Linked DNA regions of Anas platyrhynchos: region 2 is linked to region 1. Evidence: chromatin contacts called from public Hi-C data. All regions are on one chromosome and are shown on one strand. The core of a region is the stretch at or near the end of the contact, and the rest is flanking DNA. Distances in the headings are between cores, read along the strand shown.

Region 1 (3,008 bases), core at 294-2,793:
ATCTGTTCGGAGTTTCCCTTTCAAAGGCAGAACAGGTGAATGTTGAAACCTAAGCCCTGGACCCTGGCAGTGTCAGCCAGCCACCTCTCTCTCTCCCCCTGTATGCTTTAAAAGGCAGTTTCTCTACACCTCCAAACCAAGACTTGACTTCCCCAGGTGTGTGAGCAGCTAGAGCTCTGTGCAGCTGGGGCTTGTGCACTGCCTGTACCATACGCAGGGGAGCAGAGCCAACACTGTCAGAATTTCAGGCCGTGCTCAGCCAGCTAAGCCCCTTCGCCACACGAGCTCTGGGAATCATCAACCCGATGTATTTAATGGCAGCGGTACCAGGGCCTGGATGCACGGTCTCCACCTGCTGCCAGCACAGCCCCGTGTTCCAACAGGTCGCAGAAGACCAAAGGTCAACCTCCAGTAAAAGATTTTTGTCATCTTACTCAGAAACTTACATTAAATCAAGGTTAAACTACATTTCCACGTTAAATTGTGGTTTCCAGTAAGTGGAAAGAAAGAGGAGAATACTCCTTGAAGAGCCATTAGCTGGAATTCACACAAATCCCCACACGGAGCATTTTAACCTCTTACAAATGGCATTTGGTGACAACCCACGAACAAGTGACGTAGCTTTGGAGGGGTTCAGCAGTGTCATTTGACATTTCAAAGACTGAGGCTATTTCCTCTCTCACACAGGTATAGGAGTGAAGCATCTCCAGCAGCGTGCGGGGGAGCTCAGAGGGACTTCCAAGAAACCAGAACAGCCCGGCCTGTGGTACACGGTTATGGAAACACTGCACTATTAGATTTCTGTAATCCAGTTTCTTCTGCAATATAAACATCTGACATCCCTAATCAGATTACACGTGATTAAGACCTTCCCTTCTTAATATTGCTTTTAGCTGCACTTGCTTGTAATCCCTTCAACGTATGTGACGCTTCCCAACGGACCAAGAAAGACACTGTTAAAGAGATCTTTTTGTTCAGGATACTCGGGATGTGTTTCTGACAAATGAATGGAAAAAGCCCTGCACTTTCAGAAGACAGACCTCTTTCATCCAAGCTGCAGCAAATACTAAGGAACCCCGGCTGCTGGATAGAGCACATTAAGGAAATGGGTCCAGCTCTGAGCCAAGGCACGCTGCACTTACACCGGCGTGCAGTGAGAGGTCGTGTGGCAGTGAAAAAAAATTAAGAATGATTTTCTATCTTAATGCAACATTCATAGTTACAAAAGCCTGTCATTCGCGCTTACTGTCGTTGTGAGTAGCTGTTGCAACAAAGCTGGAATTTTACAGTAACAGCCCGCACTGAGCCTGCCCTGCCTACCCTCGGCGTCTCCCAGCTGAGCGTGCCAGACCCTGAGCCACCCGGCCACACTCAGAGTACCAGGACATCTCCTGCTCTCCCACCAAATTTCGGTTTAAAGAAATGACAGAACCACAGCTTCACAGGCAACACAGAAAAAAGCTTTACGGATGATTACATAGAGATTACATCAGCTCCACACCGCTATTACTGTGCACTATACAGAGAAAACACAGGCATGTCTACAGGGCCATCCAGAGCCTGAACCCAGAAGTGCAGTTTGGTAAAACATGCTTCCAGGGATGCCTTGCTTCAACAGTTTTTTTTAGTCCTATTTTTTAAAGGCTAGGAAAAAAAAAACTAACTTGAACCAACTTGTAAATGAGCCTTAAACAGAAAACACTGCCAGACAAAATAGAAATCACAGGCTTCGCATCTCTGCGGTTGTTTTCCTATACAGGATGGTTCTTTAAAAGTCAGATAGCTGCAACGTGTTTAAAAATAAGCAAAACAAGTTTCATTGTTTAATTGCTTAAAAAAAAAGCCAAAGTAAGTTTTGCATTCAAGGTCCTACACCTGAGTAAGACAAAGACTTGGGAACAGCTTGCTTTTTTCTCCTTTCTGAGCTATACAGCAGCTATTTAGCTTAATCATTAAAACATTCCTCCATTAACCTCCCCAATGTGCTACATAAGAGAACAACCGACTAAACTAACGGTTATTTACATTGCCTTTAAGACTACGATAAGTCTCTGAAGGCAGGGCTTTCGTATAAACATGGCAACAGTCCCTCCTCTGTACTCGGTGTCAATCAGGCTGTTTTGCTAAAAACCGATCAGATATTTCAGGAAACCCAGGGCCAGTCATATACTGCTGCAATAAGCTCCAACAAAGGATTTTATTCTTCTTTGAAGGATATTACGCTTACAAAAGGAAAGCAATAAACATTTACAGTCGTTACCCAAACGGGCAGGAACAGGAGCAGATTACAAGTCGATCGTTGGATCTAGGCCCAGCATTCAAGAGAGGCCAAACAGCAAGGCCAGGACTCGCCTTACTTGTCCGGGCTGAGGAGTCTGGGCTGCTGTTATGGGAGAAAAGGTCAAACAAACCCACCGGGCTGAGATAAAGTTCTGTAGTGCTGGACTCTGACCCCGGGTTTTGAGCCATGCTCCAGTAAGATCGAGCTGATTCAGATTCACCATCCCTTCAGCCTCCTCTGATCAGTACTGCTGAGATCCCAAAACGGGGCTGCAGCACCCAGGCTGAGCAGTGGTTTGGCCTCTAAGTCACGTTAAGGGCTCAAGGGTTTTTTTGCTTAGTACACCTCACTAATTAAACGCTCTTCTCCAAGGCAAACTCACTCAAAAGCTACAGATGATCGATCACCAGCACCCTGCTGTGTCTGATTGTTGGCTACAGGCCCTTCCACCTGCCGCTCGGACCGCAATTAACACAGGTCTCCTGCGTCGAGCTGATGAGGAGGCTACGTGCAGCACGCTGCAGACACACGTATGGCACAGGAACGACGAAACCATCCTGAGTCTTCCTCCGTAACGCCCCAAGGCGAGAGCCTGAGCTCACACTAACCCCAGGATGCCTCCGGCAGAGGAGCCCTGTTGGTACGTTACCTGCTGCTGGGAATTGTAATCGAAGAGCCCCACGGTAGCTGCGGCTGAGTCCACGGGTACTTGAGTGCCAGAATAATC
Region 2 (3,008 bases), core at 363-2,862, 34 kb after region 1:
ATTTTGAGAGAACACGGCTACAAAGCACTTGAAGCAGGCAGCTTTCCTTTTCCCCAGAAAAAAAAACCATAGTATGTAAATAAGCTGCTCTGTGTTATCATTACAAGGCAAATAGTTTAGATTATGAGACTCTCCACAACCAACAGAACTTCGCAGACATCACGGAGCAAGTTTGAAGTGCGAGCAGCGACGTCTCCCCGCCAGGCAGCTCCGAGCCGCAGAGAGCCCAGCTTTGTGCTCAGACCCCGCCGCTTCTCCAAAAACTCCAGGCAATGTTAAAAAACTCACATCAGCACCCGAGGAGCGCTTCAGGAAGTTAAATCATGGGCTAGGTGAGAGGGTTTCAGTGATTTTTTTTAATTTTTTTTTGGAAAGTTAGGCTGGAAATTAAAGCTGCCTACCCATTGTTTGAGAGCCGTGTGGCCTACAAGAACTTTTAACGTTAAAGCTTGTGTTTTCCTTAAAACCCAGGGAGACCCAGCAGGAAGTGGGTAAATCGATAGCCAGCCCAACTGCTCCAGCCACCATTAAAATATCGTAAGATAAATTCTACCCCTTACCCCCCCTCCCTCACTCTTAATAAAGGAAATTCCTTACTCATGATCTGTCTAATAAAACCTCTGCTCAGAACAAAGTTATTAAACACCGACCAAAAGAAAAAAAAAAAAAAAAAAGGCAACAAAAACAACAACAAAAACGCACCGAAACAGAACAAAAAAAAATAAAACAACAAACCAAGTATTTCTCCCGATGGGGCGCAAAACAAGAATCTCCTGTTAAAAATCGCAAGCGTGTAATTAAAAATGGCCAAACACTGTGATTAAGAGAAAGCCAGAAAAACAAGCAGGGGGGGAAAAAGAAAAAAAGGAAAAGAAAAAAAAACACCGAAAAAAAAAAAAAAACAACAACCCCCCCAGGGTCACCCAGCACATCCCAAAAGTATTGTCTGGATTTTTGCTCCCTCCCCTTCGTCCCCGCTGCCTGTTAGGGCCCCCCAGGGCCCCCCAATTCCTTCCAGTTCCTCCCCAAACCTCCCCAGCTTCCCCCCAAGCCCCCCTAATTCCTTCCGATCCCCCCCAACCCCCCCAATTTCCCCCAACCCCCCCCCAATTCCCCCTTAACTCCCCCCCACCCCCCCCCAGCTCCTCCCCAACCAACAAAGCGGGGCCGCGGCCCCCCCGGGGAGGGACGAGGCCCCCCAAAACAACGCCCCCCCCTCAAAACAACGCCCCCCAAACCCACACCGGGCCCCGAATCGCCGCCCCCCACCCCCCCGGGGGCCGCTCCCCGCTAACAAAAGGGGCCCGGCCCCGACTCCCGGCCGAGGCGCCGAGCCGGCCGGGGCGCCCCGCCGCCACCGCTCGCCTTCGGGGCGGCCTGGCGTCGCTCCTCCCGGCCCCCCCGCCAATATGGCCCCACCGGCGGCTCCGCTGGGCTTCGCGGCGCGCCGCGGGCCCGCTCCGGTGCCGGTACTCACGGGCGGAGCGGTAGGATGAAGATGGATCTCGGCCCCCCCCAGGCCGCTCGCCGCCTGCCTCTCCCCCGGCCTTTCACTCCGACAACATGGCGGCCCACTGGGGACGGGCGGCGCGCTGCATGCCGGGAAGGCGAGGCCGGCCCCGGCTGAGGGGCCGCGGCCCGGGGCCGGCTCCGCGCCGCCCGCCGACGCCATGCGGGCCTCGGGGATGGCGACCAAAGCCCGGGGATGGCGACCGTGGGCTTAGGGGTGGCCAACGGAGGCCGGGGACCGTCCCGCACAGCCCGTGGAAGGCGGCCGGCCCCGCGCGGCGCCGCCGCGTCCCGGTTGTTGCAGCTCCCCGCGCCGGGCCCTCGCCACCCGCTGCTCCCCAACGCCATTTTCCGTGTTTTTTCCCCCAAAATGTGCGCACTCCCTGCCAAACACCTTCACGGGCACCACCTACCTGGAAATATGAAGCAGCCTGGTCCCTGAGTGCCGACCCACAACGGGTCCCAAGCATCGGCTGCGTGCTCTGGGCCCGCCAGGTGGGAGAGGCAGCGTGTGGGGGCACCTCCCGCACCCCCGCTTCATCCCCACATATTTAATAAAATACACTCACCTTTCGCTGGCAGATCAGCGGGCTGTCCCACACAGAAGCGCTGCAGCGCGTGAGAGATGCCTGTGTGCGATACACTGGGGTATCTGTTCCTGCCCCGGCACGGATGCCGTGCTGAAGTGCCTGGCATTTCCCAGCAAAGCCCCAGTTTGAGAGCCCCCAGTGTTGTCTCCGTTTTACCAGCAGTCCCCAGCCCCCTGCTCACTTTTTTCCAAGCCTCTCACTCAAGCACTAACAGCAAACGAGGCCCAGCCCTGGGTGGGGGCTACTGGGGGCACAACAATGTTGGATTGGAGCTGGCTCAGGCGTTACTGCCATTAGGGCAATTCCTTGCTAGGTATAATCGTTCATTATTTGTATTATAAGTATGGTCATTAAAACAATTACTACTGTAAGAATATTTTGCTTTTGGTGAAACTGATCAGTAAAATCAAGTGCGTGCAGAGTTCGGCTTAGTTTGGGGCGGCGAGGTGATCAGAGGAGCCAGATCTCTCCAGTTCCCAGCTAGGTACTTTAATCATTAAACTTTGCCTTTTCCCAGGTTTGGGCAGGCACGAGAGGTGAAAGCACAAGCTGTCCTCAGCTCTCCTTCCCTGGCAGCGTGGCGCTGAACTCTGCGTTATTGACACAAACTCTGTTTATTCGCAGCACTGCCGCAGGACTATGCTTTTCACACCCGGTGCCCTTCTGTGCTCCCTGCCAGGAGCCCGTCAGACCCCCCCGAGCCCCTTCAGAGACCCACGTTCCACTGTGGAAATGCCTGCGGGCAGCTGCAGCCCCCGTCCCCAGCTCTGCGAGCCGGGCTCACCCTGCCCAAACAACAAACATCGGCTTTGTGCCGGGCCTGCCCGCACAGAGCCGGAGGGGATGCAGCCCCAGACTGGAGGTGCATTAAACAGACAAGCAGGTGCAGCAGAGGCACTCTTTCTTGCT

What was found. Hi-C and Micro-C count contacts between places; a contact is called where the count stands out from the background.
Region 2: a contact with region 1 is called in a Hi-C map of skeletal muscle, with 1.6 times the contacts expected there. The contact joins the promoter of PUM1 here to the enhancer-like site in region 1. A contact is called at or near these places in 2 of 8 Hi-C or Micro-C datasets (liver and skeletal muscle).

Annotation. Positions count from the first base shown.
Region 1 is chr24:5,617,503-5,620,510 of IASCAAS_PekinDuck_T2T, forward strand. The region is part of intron 3 of PUM1 (pumilio RNA binding family member 1); the gene reads right to left. Among named protein-coding and RNA genes, the nearest start is that of PUM1, 34 kb to the right of the region's middle. Within about 2 kb of position 1,544, at least 3 of the 8 cell types and tissues checked have an H3K27ac peak or open chromatin away from gene starts, as enhancers often do.
Region 2 is chr24:5,651,891-5,654,898 of IASCAAS_PekinDuck_T2T, forward strand. PUM1 (pumilio RNA binding family member 1) reads right to left here and starts at 1,613. Exons shown (of 18, transcript XM_072027559.1): 1 at 1,478-1,613.